Regions from separate parts of the Ovis aries genome. Here region 1 is linked to region 2. The links are chromatin contacts, called in public Hi-C maps. All regions are on one chromosome and are shown on one strand. The core of a region is the stretch at or near the end of the contact, and the rest is flanking DNA. Distances in the headings are between cores, read along the strand shown. Region 1 has its middle 50 kb from the start of COL3A1. Region 2 has its middle 79 kb from the start of WDR75.

Evidence for each region. A called contact is a pair of places that touch in the nucleus more often than the background predicts.
Region 1: a contact with region 2 is called in a Hi-C map of tail adipose tissue, with 2.9 times the contacts expected there. The contact joins two enhancer-like sites. A contact is called at or near these places in 2 of 16 Hi-C or Micro-C datasets (skin fibroblasts and tail adipose tissue).

What each region holds. Positions count from the first base shown.
Region 1 is chr2:120,349,399-120,356,520 of ARS-UI_Ramb_v3.0, reverse strand. No RefSeq gene overlaps it. Among named protein-coding and RNA genes, the nearest start is that of COL3A1, 50 kb to the left of the region's middle. Within about 2 kb of position 3,235, at least 10 of the 54 cell types and tissues checked have an H3K27ac peak or open chromatin away from gene starts, as enhancers often do. A contact at or near this core is called in tail adipose tissue, where this site is marked.
Region 2 is chr2:120,042,164-120,049,242 of ARS-UI_Ramb_v3.0, reverse strand. No RefSeq gene overlaps it. Among named protein-coding and RNA genes, the nearest start is that of WDR75, 79 kb to the right of the region's middle. Within about 2 kb of position 3,407, at least 7 of the 54 cell types and tissues checked have an H3K27ac peak or open chromatin away from gene starts, as enhancers often do. A contact at or near this core is called in tail adipose tissue, where this site is marked.

The DNA of each region.
Region 1 (7,122 bases), core at 1,986-4,485, 310 kb before region 2:
GTGACAAACTACATGTGCAGTTTTGTATACTGGTTATTTCATTTGGCGCAATACCATTTTATCCATGAAAAACAATTTTATTTGGGTTAAAATTTGGAAAAATATAGGGAAAAGTTAAAGTAATGGCTCCAAAGTTAGAAATAACATCAAAGTAACTGTACTTTTATCTAGTTTGTATTAAAATTTTACTTGTCTGACTTCTATCTTAGAGGAATGTACTTATTTTTAAAAGTAAGTCATAAACCGTGAAAAACTTTATTGGTTCAAACATAACTCTCCATTGAGTCATAACTCCCTGAGCTTGATACACATCAGTGAAAATATTTTATATTATGGAACATACATGAAAGCTCTTCCCAAATCTTTGTTTCCCAGTTTACCACAACTGAGGTTTTCAGAAATTTTTGAAGAACCACTTGTAGAGTTAATGCCGTAAAGATTAAAAAGAAGCAATCATCTATAGCCAATATTTTTTAAACAAATTCTTATCTGATTATATTTTTCCTTCTCCTTTTCCTTCTCACCTCTTTAAATCTTGTTCAAAAAATGTTTTCCTTTAAACTCCTGAATGTTTTCACTAAAACACACTACATGACTTGGCATCTTTTAACCTGATATTTATTAACAGAAAAAAGGCTACACTACGTGCTCCATAAAATCTATAAATGGGGGTTATTATATTTCACAGTTTTTAGTGACAATGGGAAAGCAATAATATGCTTGTTTCAATTTTGAAAAGGAGATATTTCATAATTAAATAGGTGGGAGAAATAACAAAAAGATTTAAGCTCTGTTTTAGACTGGGTTCCCTGGGAATGCTCTAAGATGACAACTTAGATGCATATTTAATGGGGAATCATCTCAGAAGACAGAGAAAGTCACATTTGAATAGAAGAGAGGCTGACCAACGTATAATTGACACTGCTGCTGCTACTGCTGCTCAGTCGCTTCAGTCATGTCCAACTCTGTGCGGCCCCATAGATGGCTGCCCACCAGGCTCCCTGGTCCCTGGGATTCTCCAGGCAAGAATACTGGAGTGGGTTGCCATTTCCCTCTCCAATGCATGAAAGTGAAAATTCAAAGTGAAGTCACTCAGTAGTGTCTGACTCTTAGCGACCCCATGGACTGCAGCCTATCAGGCTCCTCCGTCCATGAGATTTTCCAGGCAAGAGCACTGGAGTGGGGGGCCATTGCCTTCTCCGATAATTGACACTAGGACAATCCAAAAGAAGCTCTGGAACCAAGATGACCTTTCAGAGTGGTTGTAATTCACAGTAAGAGGGATGTGTCTGTGTATCCTTGGCTCAGGTGGTCATCGACTCTGGCCAGAATCTGGAAGGTGGAGGGAGTGGGAGGACCTTCTATAAGGCAGTCTTGTTGACTGAAAGAAACTTTCATTGAGGAGCATGCCTGTGAGTCATCAGTAACAATATTTCCAGGAGCTGATGCTTTAACTTTAAAGAGAGACTATGAATGGAGCAACACATTACCTACTATGAGCTCCTACTCCATTCTCAGCACTTTGCCAAACACTAAAGGGAAATATAACATATGATTCCTCCTTAGGAATGTCTTGTCTAGAAAAGATAAGTTGAACCCATACAAAAAGGTACAAAAGCCTTCAACATGATGAACAATTAAGTGCTATATTACACTGGGCCAACCATCCGAGATATAGCTAGTAGATGAGAAAAGGAATTGGCCAGTGATGATTATATTGTTATAACAGTCTTGGTTAAGAAGATAAAACTTGAGTTGTGCAATAAAGAAGGGGTAAGATTTTGGTAAACTGTAGAGAAAAGGAAAGACACTTCAGGAAACAAGAAAAAGAGGAGAAATCAAATTAGGAATGCTTATTCCATGCTCACAGGATAGTGAAGAATCCAGGCTACTTAAATCTATTTATTTCTATCCACAACATTGTTGAGCAATTAATAAACCTCAGAACCAAGTACTCAAGAAGCTTCAAGGAGAATGAGATTCCATGAAATTTAGAAAATAACCTATCACAAGACTCAAAGTAGTAAGTTGTGTTAGAGAGATCTAAGGCACTTAAGGACACAAGAAAGGAACCATCATATCTACTTGGAGGCCCTTGGGACAGGCTATGTGAAATATTTGGCAGCTTATATTAGCCTGGTTTCAGATGAAGCATGGGTTTCATGTGGTGGTGTAAGAAATAGGCTGGAAGTAAAGTCTGGACCAAAGAGCTTAGCAAAGCAATAGGCTTTGTCCCTTTTTTTTTTTCCCCTTAATCTGCATCTCAATGTAAACCCATATAAACCTTTTAAATATTGGAAGGCTTTTGCTTGAGGAATGCACAAGGTCAAGGGAAGTCAAGTGAAACAGAATCGGATTTTACAGCCGAAGAGGAGATACTTACAAAACCTACTATGGAAGGAAGAAGGATGAGTGGACATTGTGGGGAAGAAGAGGATGAGACTAAGGAACCTTGGCACGGAAAGGAGCACATTTATTTTCAAAGACTAGACTGAGAAAAGACTCACAGAATGTGGACATACTTGCTGGGAAAATTGGGTTAAGAGGGGAAAATGAGGACAGCAAAAGAAGGACATCAGAAGTCATGGAGAGATGTTTCTACTTAACACAGACGAGCTCAGTGGAAAGTTACACAACTCCAGTCTTACTCACCACCCTCTACGTGGCAGTTCACCATGACAGTGATTCATTTGGAAGGGTGGTTGAACATGATAAAATGTGTGGCTGATTGGAGTATACTAGGTCAGGGGCGGCTAAGTAGATTTGGAAAGTGTCCTTATACAGATGGTCGATGAAATCATCTGGCTCCAGAACAAAACCATTAGGGAGCAAAGCTTCCAGAGGAAAGGGGAAAAGGACAGTACAGTGCGTCTGTGGGGAGAGGGGTGATGGGGAGAAAGCATCACCAAGAGTCGGATTTGGCATCCTGTGGTTCTTAGCGGTTTAAGAAAAGGAGGGTTTAATTTTGAGGACTAAGGTTGTGATTAATTCGGTGATTAATTCATGGGAGACAGAGGAGGAGGAGACGGAGGAAACGAAACAGAAGGGGGCTTATCATTTGTGCTGTTGATAAAAATGATTTGGGTCTGATTTTCACATCCTGTCTTGAACTTAAACCACCTGGAAACTTTCCTCCGTGGCATCAGCAAGAGCACGGACTTGAAGGAGTCAAGGCTGAAAGAACCCACAGAGCCCAGCACTACACAGAGAAACTTGTCAGATGTCTCTGGGAGGGGCTTGGACTGCAGCTTCCTATCTGAATCTTCAGGGCTTACATTTGGACTACAGATGTCTTCAATTTCTGTTGCATTTTTTTCTCATTAAAGTGACTAACAATTGTGGTCATTCTGTACCTCCAGCTGCCTCTCATTATAAGATCTATCTCATAACAGTCTCAACTCTTGGGAAAATTGTTCACATTGCAGTTCTACCTTCCTCTATTTACCATATGGAGCCACATTTATTTTATTTCACATATGTGCAGACCAATTTCATATAGTATTGATGGCATTTAACCATAATTGCTTATATACATGGGCCTTTGTTACACACTCCTTAAATTGCGGTGAATCATTTCCTTGAAAAAATAAACGCACTTTTTTTGGTTTTGATTTTTTTTTAACTTATAAGAGAGTCCCATGGTAAGACATCTATATGAATTAAGTATCTTTTGAAGTGTTTGTTAAAGGCATCAAAATAAAATCCAGCCGAGAATTAAAAGCATGAATTATATAGGATTATGCTTAATTAGTACAATTTCATCTTCAGGGTTCCTTATTATAATGGTCTTACTGGTGTCTTTGTTTAGATTGATTTTCAACCGGAACGTTCATCTTTCTTCATATGTCTTTCTATTGGTATTCTTGAATTTAGTCATGAAAGTGTAAAAATGAGGAACTACTTTATTGACAAGCACCAAGGAAGGCTTCTGGCAAGCTTTTCCAGAGTTCATCTCATACCTTTAACAACCAAGGTTCAGGACACTATAACCAAGAAATAATATTCCTAGTAATAGGAAAACAACTTTTCATTCTCTCTTTTCCCCTTAAACAGCAACATTTCCCAGTATCTGCTCTGGCTCACTGCTCTCCTCTGACATCCTTCTTGAGTGATTCCATTTCCACCCAAAGCTTTAACAACTCCTTGATGTGATGGCTCCTATAAATCTCTTGCTGCCTCACTCTCTCACTCTTGAATCAGAGTTTGTTGGTTCTATTTCTTACATACCTTCGAGTTCATCTCTTTCTCCATCTTCAGTTACATTGACTTCTCATTCCCTGTTTCATTTTCTCCAATTTTGTTCTAACCTCTCCATTGTCAGTTTCACTCAGGTTAAAAATTTTCCCTGAGTAATGCTGCCAAGGTGATCTCTCCAATATACGAATCACAACATGTATCTTCTTTGCTTAAAACTTCAGTATTTTGCAATAAAGATTATATTGATATTTCGGGTGGTTTAGATTTTGTTCAAAGGGATTGGTCTGCATGCAAGATATTCAACGTCATTAGTCCAACCACAAAATGCCTAGAATATTTCCCAATTGTTACAACCATGAACACATATTTCCAAGGCCCCTCTGGAGAATATGATTACACTAACCCAGCTGAGAACCAAAAATAGTTACCCGAGAAAAAAAGACTTCTTCAGAATAATTTTTAATCTCTTTAGCTTGACATACTTTCATGGTTCCCCTTTCTGCTTTATTTCCAAACAATCCCCATGACAGCCTACATGGGGTTCCCTGAACAAGCCACATCTCTTAAGAACTGCATGCCCTCATTTATGTTCTTTACATCTGGTGTACCTTCACTGCTCAAGACACTGTCTTTATCCTTCAAAACTCATTGGGGAAAATATTTTCCAGATTGTCTTCCTTGCTCCTCCTCCTCTTCAAATCCTCAGCCTACTTTAGATGGCTTAGTTCTGTGGTTCCACTATCCATACTTTATTTACATCACCTATCACTACTTATTTACTCAATTCAGTTGCTATATTGGTCTATTTTACCCACAAAATTATAAAACCATAACACCAAAGCATAGGATGTCTTCCTGTAGCATCAACAGGATACTACATTCCAAACAAAATATATGTACCAATGTTCTTACATTAACTACGCAAGCAAAACATGCATTCACAGCAGATTCTCAGGCAGTAGTGTGAATTAATTGGGCTTCCCTGGTGGTTCAGTGGTAAGAATTTGCCTGCAATGCAAGAGACACACAGGTTCAATCTCTGGGTCAGGAAGATCCCCTGGAGAAGGAAATGGCAACCCACTCCAGTATTCTTGCCTGGGAAATCCCATGGACACAGGAGCCTGGCCAGCTACAGTCCAGGGGGTCAGAAAGAGTGGAACACAACTGAGTGAGCACACATGTAAATTAACTGGTCACTACTGTGAAATTGAGTGTGTTATGCGAATTCTAAGTTCTGTTCTATTTTATATTTGTGTCTGTAACTTTTACAAATGATATTTTAATGTGCTCATCATCTATTAAAGTTCATGGTCCTAGAAGATATCCCAGTATATCCTGTTATTTCTCCTGCCCCCAAATCACTTCTGGTGGCAATATCTACTCACATTTATAGGAACTGTAAGTAAACCACTTTAATAACATGATGTTAACTATACTTTCCATGTCCAGTGAGAACAACAGGCAGAAGTGTACATGAGTGTTTTCCTGCATCTTCTTGTACGCCTAACACAATCAGATATTTTAGTATTTGTTAAATTCTGATAGAATTTAATATCTTACTGTTTTGATTGCATTTTTTATTTCTAATGACATTACATATTTTCCACATGTTTATTGGCCTTTATATTATGCCTTTCTGAATTAGCTATATATCAATTTTTTTGTACTGATTTTTAAGGAGTGTTTTGGCAAGTAAAGAATATGAAGTCTTTTCTGTCATAGTTACTACAAAAAATTTTCCCCATTTGAACAAGCTCTTAAGCCCACTTATTGAGAATTTTATAGTAAGATTAAAAATGTAGATTTTAAATTTTGGAATCTTATTGTTCAATATTTTAAAATTTCCAAGATTATTAAACTACTGAAAATATCTTATGCAAATACTACATTTAGGGATTTTTCTAAAAATGGAAATATTCGGTCCATTGGGAATATGTCTTGGTTTAAGGACTAAGGGAGGAAACCATTCTTTAAAATGTTGAATGTCTATCAAGTAACTGTAACACCATTTATTGAATTAATAGTGAAGGACAGAGGAGCCTGGTGTGCTTCAGTCCATGGGGTCACATAGAGTTAGACATAACTTAGTGACTGAACAACAATTTAATTATACATTAAATTGTACTATAGATTCATGTCTAAATACTTTTCTTTCATCACAGTCAGTAACTTTTTATTATTTTTCATATCTAATAGGAACAATGACTTTCTTACTCACCGTTTCTGTTTGGGGGAGATTCCTTATCACTTTTCTTGCATATTTTTTATTCCAATGAGCTTCAAAGTGGTTTTGTCACGCTTCAGGCTTTTAGCATCATACAGGGATTTTGAGTAAGATAGTACTTAATTTATGCTTTGATTTAGGAAAAAGAACTGCATTTTTCAAATACCAAGTTTCTCTATGTGAAAAAAAGAAGCAATTATTCCCACTTTACCTTATTTTACAGATCTTATTGCTTTTGTGGATAGAATCATTTCTTCTGATATGTTTTCTATTCAGTAATGCAAATACAAACAGTAATCATAATACCATAGTAATAATGAGATGTGCTTCACACTAGTACATAAATCAAGCATTAATATTCTCTAAATATACATTTTCAGTTATACAGTATTTATTTTCTCATCATTCATCCAATGAATGTATTTCAAACAAACACAAATACTAAGTAATATGTTGATCCTTGTAAATAGCCCCCTGTCCTTTAATTAATAGAGAAGACTGACATTAATCAAATAATCATATAATTATAGAAAGCATCATGATTTGTGCTATAAGGAAAAGAATACAAGGTGCCGAGAAAATTCTTAATGGGAGATGCTATCTAATCTGGGGAGCTTCCCTGGTGCCTCAGAGGTTAAAGCGTCTGCCTGAAATGCGGGAGATCCGAGTTCAGTCCCTGGGTTGGGAAGATCCTCTGGAGA
Region 2 (7,079 bases), core at 2,158-4,657:
CAAATACCACATGGCATACTTATATGTGCAATCTTGAAACATAAAAAGCCAAACACATAGAAACAGAGAATTCAAAAACAGTCACCAGGAGCTAGGGGGTGGAGGATGTAGAGAGAGCTTGGTCAAACAGTATAAACTTTCAGCTAAAAAATGAATAAGGTCTGAGGATCTAACGTGCAACATGGTGACTAGGGTGGATTGCACGGTATTGTATAATTAAAATCTGCTGACAGAGTAGAACTTAAATGTCCTCATAAAAAGGTAAATAGGTGAGGTGACCTTTGTGGTAATTAACTGCATAGATGGGGGAATCCTTTCACAATGTAAATGTATGCCAAATCACCACAATGTACATTTTAAATATCTTACCACTTTAAAGGTCACTTACACCTCAATAAAGCTGAATTCTTTTTTAAAGAAATGAGAAGTTATTTGAGATCAGGGGTCAAGAAGGTATGATTTCAAATTTGTGTCCATAAATAAAGTTTTATTTGAACACAGGCATGTTCATTTGTTTATCTGTGGCTACTTGTGTGCTGAAATGGCACAGTCGAGTAGCTGTGTTCATAAGGCCGGATATGTTATAGATACTACCAAAGCCAAAAATATTTACAATCCAGTCCTTTACAGAAAATATTTGCCAACTTCTGTTCAAATGGTCCTCAATACTGGATGCCTCACCTACAGAGATTACAGTATGATTAGTCTGCAGTGGGCATTGGTGTCAATGCCCAGAGATTCCAATGCCATTGATCTGAGTGGGTGCTGACATAGGCATTTTCAAGTTCCCAAATGGTTCTAATGTACATACAATGGTGTGCGAACCACTGAATTAGGTAATCTGGATGTCTTCAACAGTCTATGGTTCTTTTCTCTCTCTCCGAGAACAGATCTAAGACAGTCAAAAGTGATACTAACGCATTAACACATGTCATTACCTCACATTAATATATATTAAAAGTTAATACATATATCATAAGCTAATTGACAGAATATAAATGAATGAGTAGATGTGCAGTATAAGAAAGTAATTGACTTTCAAAAGGCAACAAGTTCTCCAACACTGTCCTTCCAAATGAAAGTTCTCAGTATAATATGTTAATACATTATTAATTTAAAGAAACCTAGATTAATTATGTTATTTATGCTCATTTCTGGCCAAAAGGGAACAAACCCTTGCACGGAATACATGTAGTCATGAGCAACTAAGTCAGCTTGAGGAAAAGGAAAGAAAATTAGATTCAGTTCTGCTCCGGGTTTCTAACCACTCACTTGTAAGACCTGGAGCAAGTCTCTTCATCTCTCCTGGTCTGGTGTGCTTTCTGTAAAATGGAGTATAAACTAGGATAAAACCTAATTAGAACTCCACTGGCAATGATTAAATATTTTTTCAAGGAGATATCACTATCAATGTTAACACCCACTTTTGCTTTCGATGGTGGAGGCGTTATACATTTTACATGGCATGTTTGATACCACATAGTGAAAATGTATGTGATATACATCCTCTACCATGTGATACGTTCATGATGGTACATATGATATATGTGATATATATGCTATATATACGATATGTGTGGTGTATATGTGATGATGCATGTGATATACATGTGACTCTTTGCAACCCCATGGACTATAGCCTGCCAGGCTCCTCTGTCCATGGAATTCTCCAGGCCAGAATACTGAAGTGGTTAACCATTCCCTTCTCCAGGGGATCTTCCCAATCCAGGGATCAAAGCCAGGTCTTCGGCATTGCAGGCAGATTCTTTATCGTCTGAGCCACCTGGGAGGCAAAGGATATATATGACATATCTATTACATATGTGTGTGTGTGTGTGTGTGTATATATATCAGTTCAGTTCACTCAGTTCTGTCCAAACTTTTGTGACCCCATGAACCACAGTATGCCAGGCCTCCCTGTCCATCACCAATTCCCGGAGTTTACCCGAACCCACATCCATTGAGTCGGTGAAGCCATCCAACTATCTCATCCTCTGTCATCCCCTTCTCCTCCCGCCTTCAATCTTTCCCAGCATCCGGGTCTTTTCAAATGAGTCAGCTCTTCACCAGGTGGCCAAAGTATTGGAGTTTCAGCTTTAAAATCAGTCCTTCCAATGAGCATCCAGGACTGATTTCCTTTAGGATAGATTGGTTGGACCTCCTTGCAGTCCAAGGGACTCTCAAGAGTCTTCTCCAACAACACAGTTCAAAAGCATCAAATATTTGTCAAAAAACCACACAGAAGGGATTTCAACAGAACAGATTTGATGGAAAGAATTGTCTTCACATGTGTTACAGGGCAGAAAGAGCAAAAAGGTAACACTGAGTTAACCCAGGAGGCAGCTACAATGCCTGAGCTTAGGGGACCAAAAGGGGAAAGCAGGGGAAAAGCAGAACCTAAGAACTAGAACAAGTGCCCAGATTTGATGCTTTAAGGAAGGGGCTTGGTCTAGCTGGGGCTAATTCCTCTGAGGGAATACAATGAGACTAGCTCTGGAAGAGCCACAAGGAGCTGGAGGCTGGAGTCGCTTCCACAGCTGTGGCCACTAGCTGATGCTCAGGAAAAGTGCCATTTTGGAACTGAGGCCAAGAAGAATGGTTCAAATTCAAAAGCAGGAAGTCTTACATCCTTTCCTGCTACTCACCTCCAATACTTTTAAAAGGGAAAGGGAAGTCGCTAAGTCATGTCCGACTCTTCGCAACCCCATGGACTGCAGCCCACCCTAATGCTGTCAAGAATGCAGCGAAGAAATCTGAGGAATGGAGTTTGCAGAGTCATAGGCCTAGCATCACAGAATAGAGGCAAAAAGGAGGACACAGAGACAGTAGGGAAATAACTGACACCACTTCTTTACTCAGAAAAGTGAATGTCAATGGCACTGTAGTTAACAGCAAGAATATTAATGTTGAAGTATCTTAGAGAATATAAGACTTACACATGATTTATGCATGAACAGGCAAGCATGTTTGAGCAGAAAAGTAAAAGCTCTCCCATGCTTAAGGAATGACATGCAGAAAGAGGGAAAAAACAAAGAAAATTTGGACATTGTGGAAGAGATCTCTATTAGAAAAGGAAAGTGGCACTGGTATAAACATAATCATAACATTAAATGTTTAATGTAATTGACACTATATCTCAAAAAAAAAGTTCTGTGTAATTATATTAGGTTCCAAGCGTAAGAAATTGGCCCTTATATTCGTGCTAAAAACAAGCATGAAGTGTCCCACAAGACTATGGTAACTAAAATTTGGGATTACTGGGCTCATGTGCTCATGTGCAAACACTATTTGTCAAGCACCCCAAAGTTAAAATAGACCAACAGTGACATCTGCTGCTGTGGAGTTACTTTGAAAATGGCCAGCCTCAACATTTTGAAGTGAAGTCTCCTGCCAAACCACTGGACTTCTGCTGTGATGAGTCAGCACTTCTGGAACTCCTGTTTGTCATCTGTGCTATTAGCAGCTTTGCTTAAGTGAACACAGAACATGGGAAAAATGAGAGAATATTTGGAAAAGTAACTAAAACAAACAAAAAACAGTGGGGGTGGAGGCATAAGTGATGAGAAAAAGAGACTTCATATTGTCTTTTCTCATCCTGTTTTTCCTTTAGCTAAGTAAATCCAAATTAATTTCGTAGCTGTCAGCAAGCATGAGCATGTCCGCAGTAAAAAGAAGGATTAACTGTTGCCAGCTTCAGTGGACTCCAACACAAAATTTACAGCATAATATCCATACCAGGAAAAACAACAACAAAAAAAAAAGGTTAAATGAGCAAAGGAGAGTACATGGAAAATGTTTGAAGTTACTCTTGCTTTGGAAATCTCTTCTTAATTATCTAATTGTTTACATTAATGATGCTTCCTTCAACATCTGCTGACCCTCAGGCTTTTTGTTTTCTGAAAGCCAATAGAACAGAAGGTTTGAATCAAACAGTATGGCTTTTAAAAATCACATAAAATCTCCAGTGTAAAGCGGTCAGTGGAGCTCATTTGAGTAAACTAATAAATATGAAAATCATGAATCAATTTATTTGCTCAAGAAAAAAGATGGCAACTGATACCGAATCCCAACTCTGGTTATTATAAAAGAAGATGAATGAAAAGGTCTTGCAGTGGGGAAGAACTGAATTAAGAGTTCTGACTTCTAATGTGGGTTCTGACCACTCACTAAACGTGTCACTGTGAGGAAATCGCATAGCCTATCTGAGCCTCAGTTTTCTCTTCCATAATACTAAAGGCCTGGGCTACATGAGAGATGGAAACTGGATTTCAACTCATTTTCCTGCTTTGGTTAATCGGCAATGGCTGCTTTTAAATAATCCTAAAGCTGCATCCAGACTCAATGAAAAAGCTGCTGACCAACTAGCAGCGTCTGCAGTAAGCAATACAAATGTCAAAGGGCAATGTGAATGTCACATATATACCAAGCTTAGACAAAATTATTTCTCTCATTTTCTTACAGCTGTAGATTCTGCTATTAGCTGCCATTTTTAGTGCCTAGTCTATTTCAGCTTTGCAAGATGCTCAACAGATATTATTTCTAATCCTCACCATATTTTAAGGACATGGAAACTCAGAAACATGAAATAATTTTCTCAAAACCACACAACATAGCTGGACTCGGTTACTAACAAAATAACCCAACATTCTCTATTGTGAATAAAATCTTCACTTATGTTTTAGATCACATCCCCTAGCCCTCTTGCAATGTAAAAGCTATAATACCATTATGTCTTATCTGGTGATACTTTAATACATCTATATTTTCACAGAAAGAAAGGATGGTTTGGACATGAAACTTGGCTAGTTCACGTAAACATGAAAGGGCAAGGCAGGGAGAAAGTATCCAAGAAAATGCTTTTTTCAGGATTGTATGGTAAAAATTAAAAGTGATAAAGGAATGGACAATAACTAAAAGTCATATTCAATTTTAAATCAAAGAGAATTATAGACAAATAAAATAACAGAATTGAAAAGACTCCTGTAAAAATAGGACATCGGGTATTACATCGATTGGGTCTGCGTAGGCATTGCAGCTTAACTGGTACGGTACTGGGGGATATACTCAGGTAGAGTACTCAGGATGTCAGTGCTTGATACGCACTTTTTGATGATGCTGGTTTACAAATAATTCAAAAAAGAGATCCCTGGTAATAAACATTTTTGAAGCTTCCTTAATTTGATACACCATTTTGGACATTCCTTGGGTTACAATCTCCAGGTATGGTAGAAAACAAGACACTCTAACTTGCGGTTAGAGCAAATGGACTCCATCATACAGTGGAAACTTTGAGAATGACATCACAAAATCGGTCTACCCTGACCACAGAGTTACATACTGATGCTCTCAGAGTACATACTCAGAAACTTATACTTGCCTTTAGAAAATAACCTAGAAATGTCAATTAGTAAAAAAAAAAAAAAAAAAAAATTAAGGAAACCAAATGCAGTATTGCACCCATAGGAGAAAAATTTTTAGTAGTGGTCAAGTTGAGTTTCATGTCAAGGTACCTCATGGCCTATAATTAGCTGGCTGATTCATTCATGTTATATAAATATTTATCTTTACTTACTATGAACCTAGGCACTCAGGAATGCAAAAAAAAAAAAGAGACCTGAGGAGCAGAGGTCTAATTGGAAACAACTACATAAATTAATGAAAATACAAAATGACATGTAAATCAACTGGGTAATGTTTGAGGTACATATGTATTGCATGAAAGCGAAATTACTAATTTTCTCTCATGGTGTCGGAGAAGGATCGGAAAGAACATAAGTACAAGGCTGAACTGAAGATCAATGTATTTCTTAGGATACCCATAATTTGCAAGTTTTTAATGATATTGAGACAGCAAAAAAAAAATAAATAAAACCAAAGGCATAGACCCCCTTAGACTGGCCTCACTCATAAGATAGCTCTGAAAAGAACACAGTCAATAACCATATGGAGAAAATGGTGCTTGTATACTTAAGTAAAGCAAAGTGTTGTGTATTTTTCATCCTACTATTTTAAGGTAATAACATTCCAAAGTATTAGGGCCCAACATCTTGTCATGCACGAGGAAAGTCAACACAAGAAAGTCCTTCAAAGAGTGTTGTTCCACATATACTCTGTGACTAATTCTGTTTATGGAATGAACTGTGCTGTGGTCATGGGTCACATTCAGCCAGCCAAGAGAATGTTTCCAGAGTGTAATTGTTCTGGGCATCAAGGCACTTTACAGCATGTTCCCATTGCTTTTTGATACTCAGTGGCCAGGAGACTGCTGAGAAAATATTATTCACCCGAATTAGACTGGAGTAGTCAACCGCCTGGGTATTACATCTCCATGTCAGCACAAGCGGTGTCTGCAACCGACCTTACCAGATGTTTCTAATTTCTCTACCTTCTGAACTACAACTTGGTTTTCTTTTCCTGACTTTGAAATATTTTAAACAAAGGACTTTCTGTAATGTCTCGGGAAACTTACAAAATTAAAATCCTGGGATTAATATCAGAATAAGAGTTCTGGAACTCCTGCCACTGCTACACTGATGAGATTTCCACCTTGCGACTCACTACCTGTTTCTCTCAAATGACTTTGGAGCTGCAGGAGTCTCATTCACTCTAGAGATTTCCACCCAGCTAACAAATTGAAAAACACTGAATTCTGGAGGCAACTAGATGTCCTCTGTTGCCATATTACCTAAAATAAATGCTACTTCAAATTAAGGCCTTAATGTTAATAAAAATGATCAAGCTTTCAAATCAGCAATTGCATTTCGAGAAAGTTATCCAAAGATTTTCACACATGTTCACAAGGAATCATATATAAAGATATTAATTGCAGCATGGTTTGTCAGACATTGAACTTGGAGACAGCTGAAGCATCTAGCGGCAGAGGACTGGTAGAATATTTTATGCTATATCCACACAAGAAATAATATGCAGCCCAAAAAGACCTTGGCAGCTCTCCACATATGATAAGAAGGGAAATCCCCATAATAATTGTTAGGGAAAGAACTAGGCCAATATGTATGTGTAAAAATACAATACATACTGTGTAACTTTTTGTAGCTTTTGGATTTTAATTTTTGCCA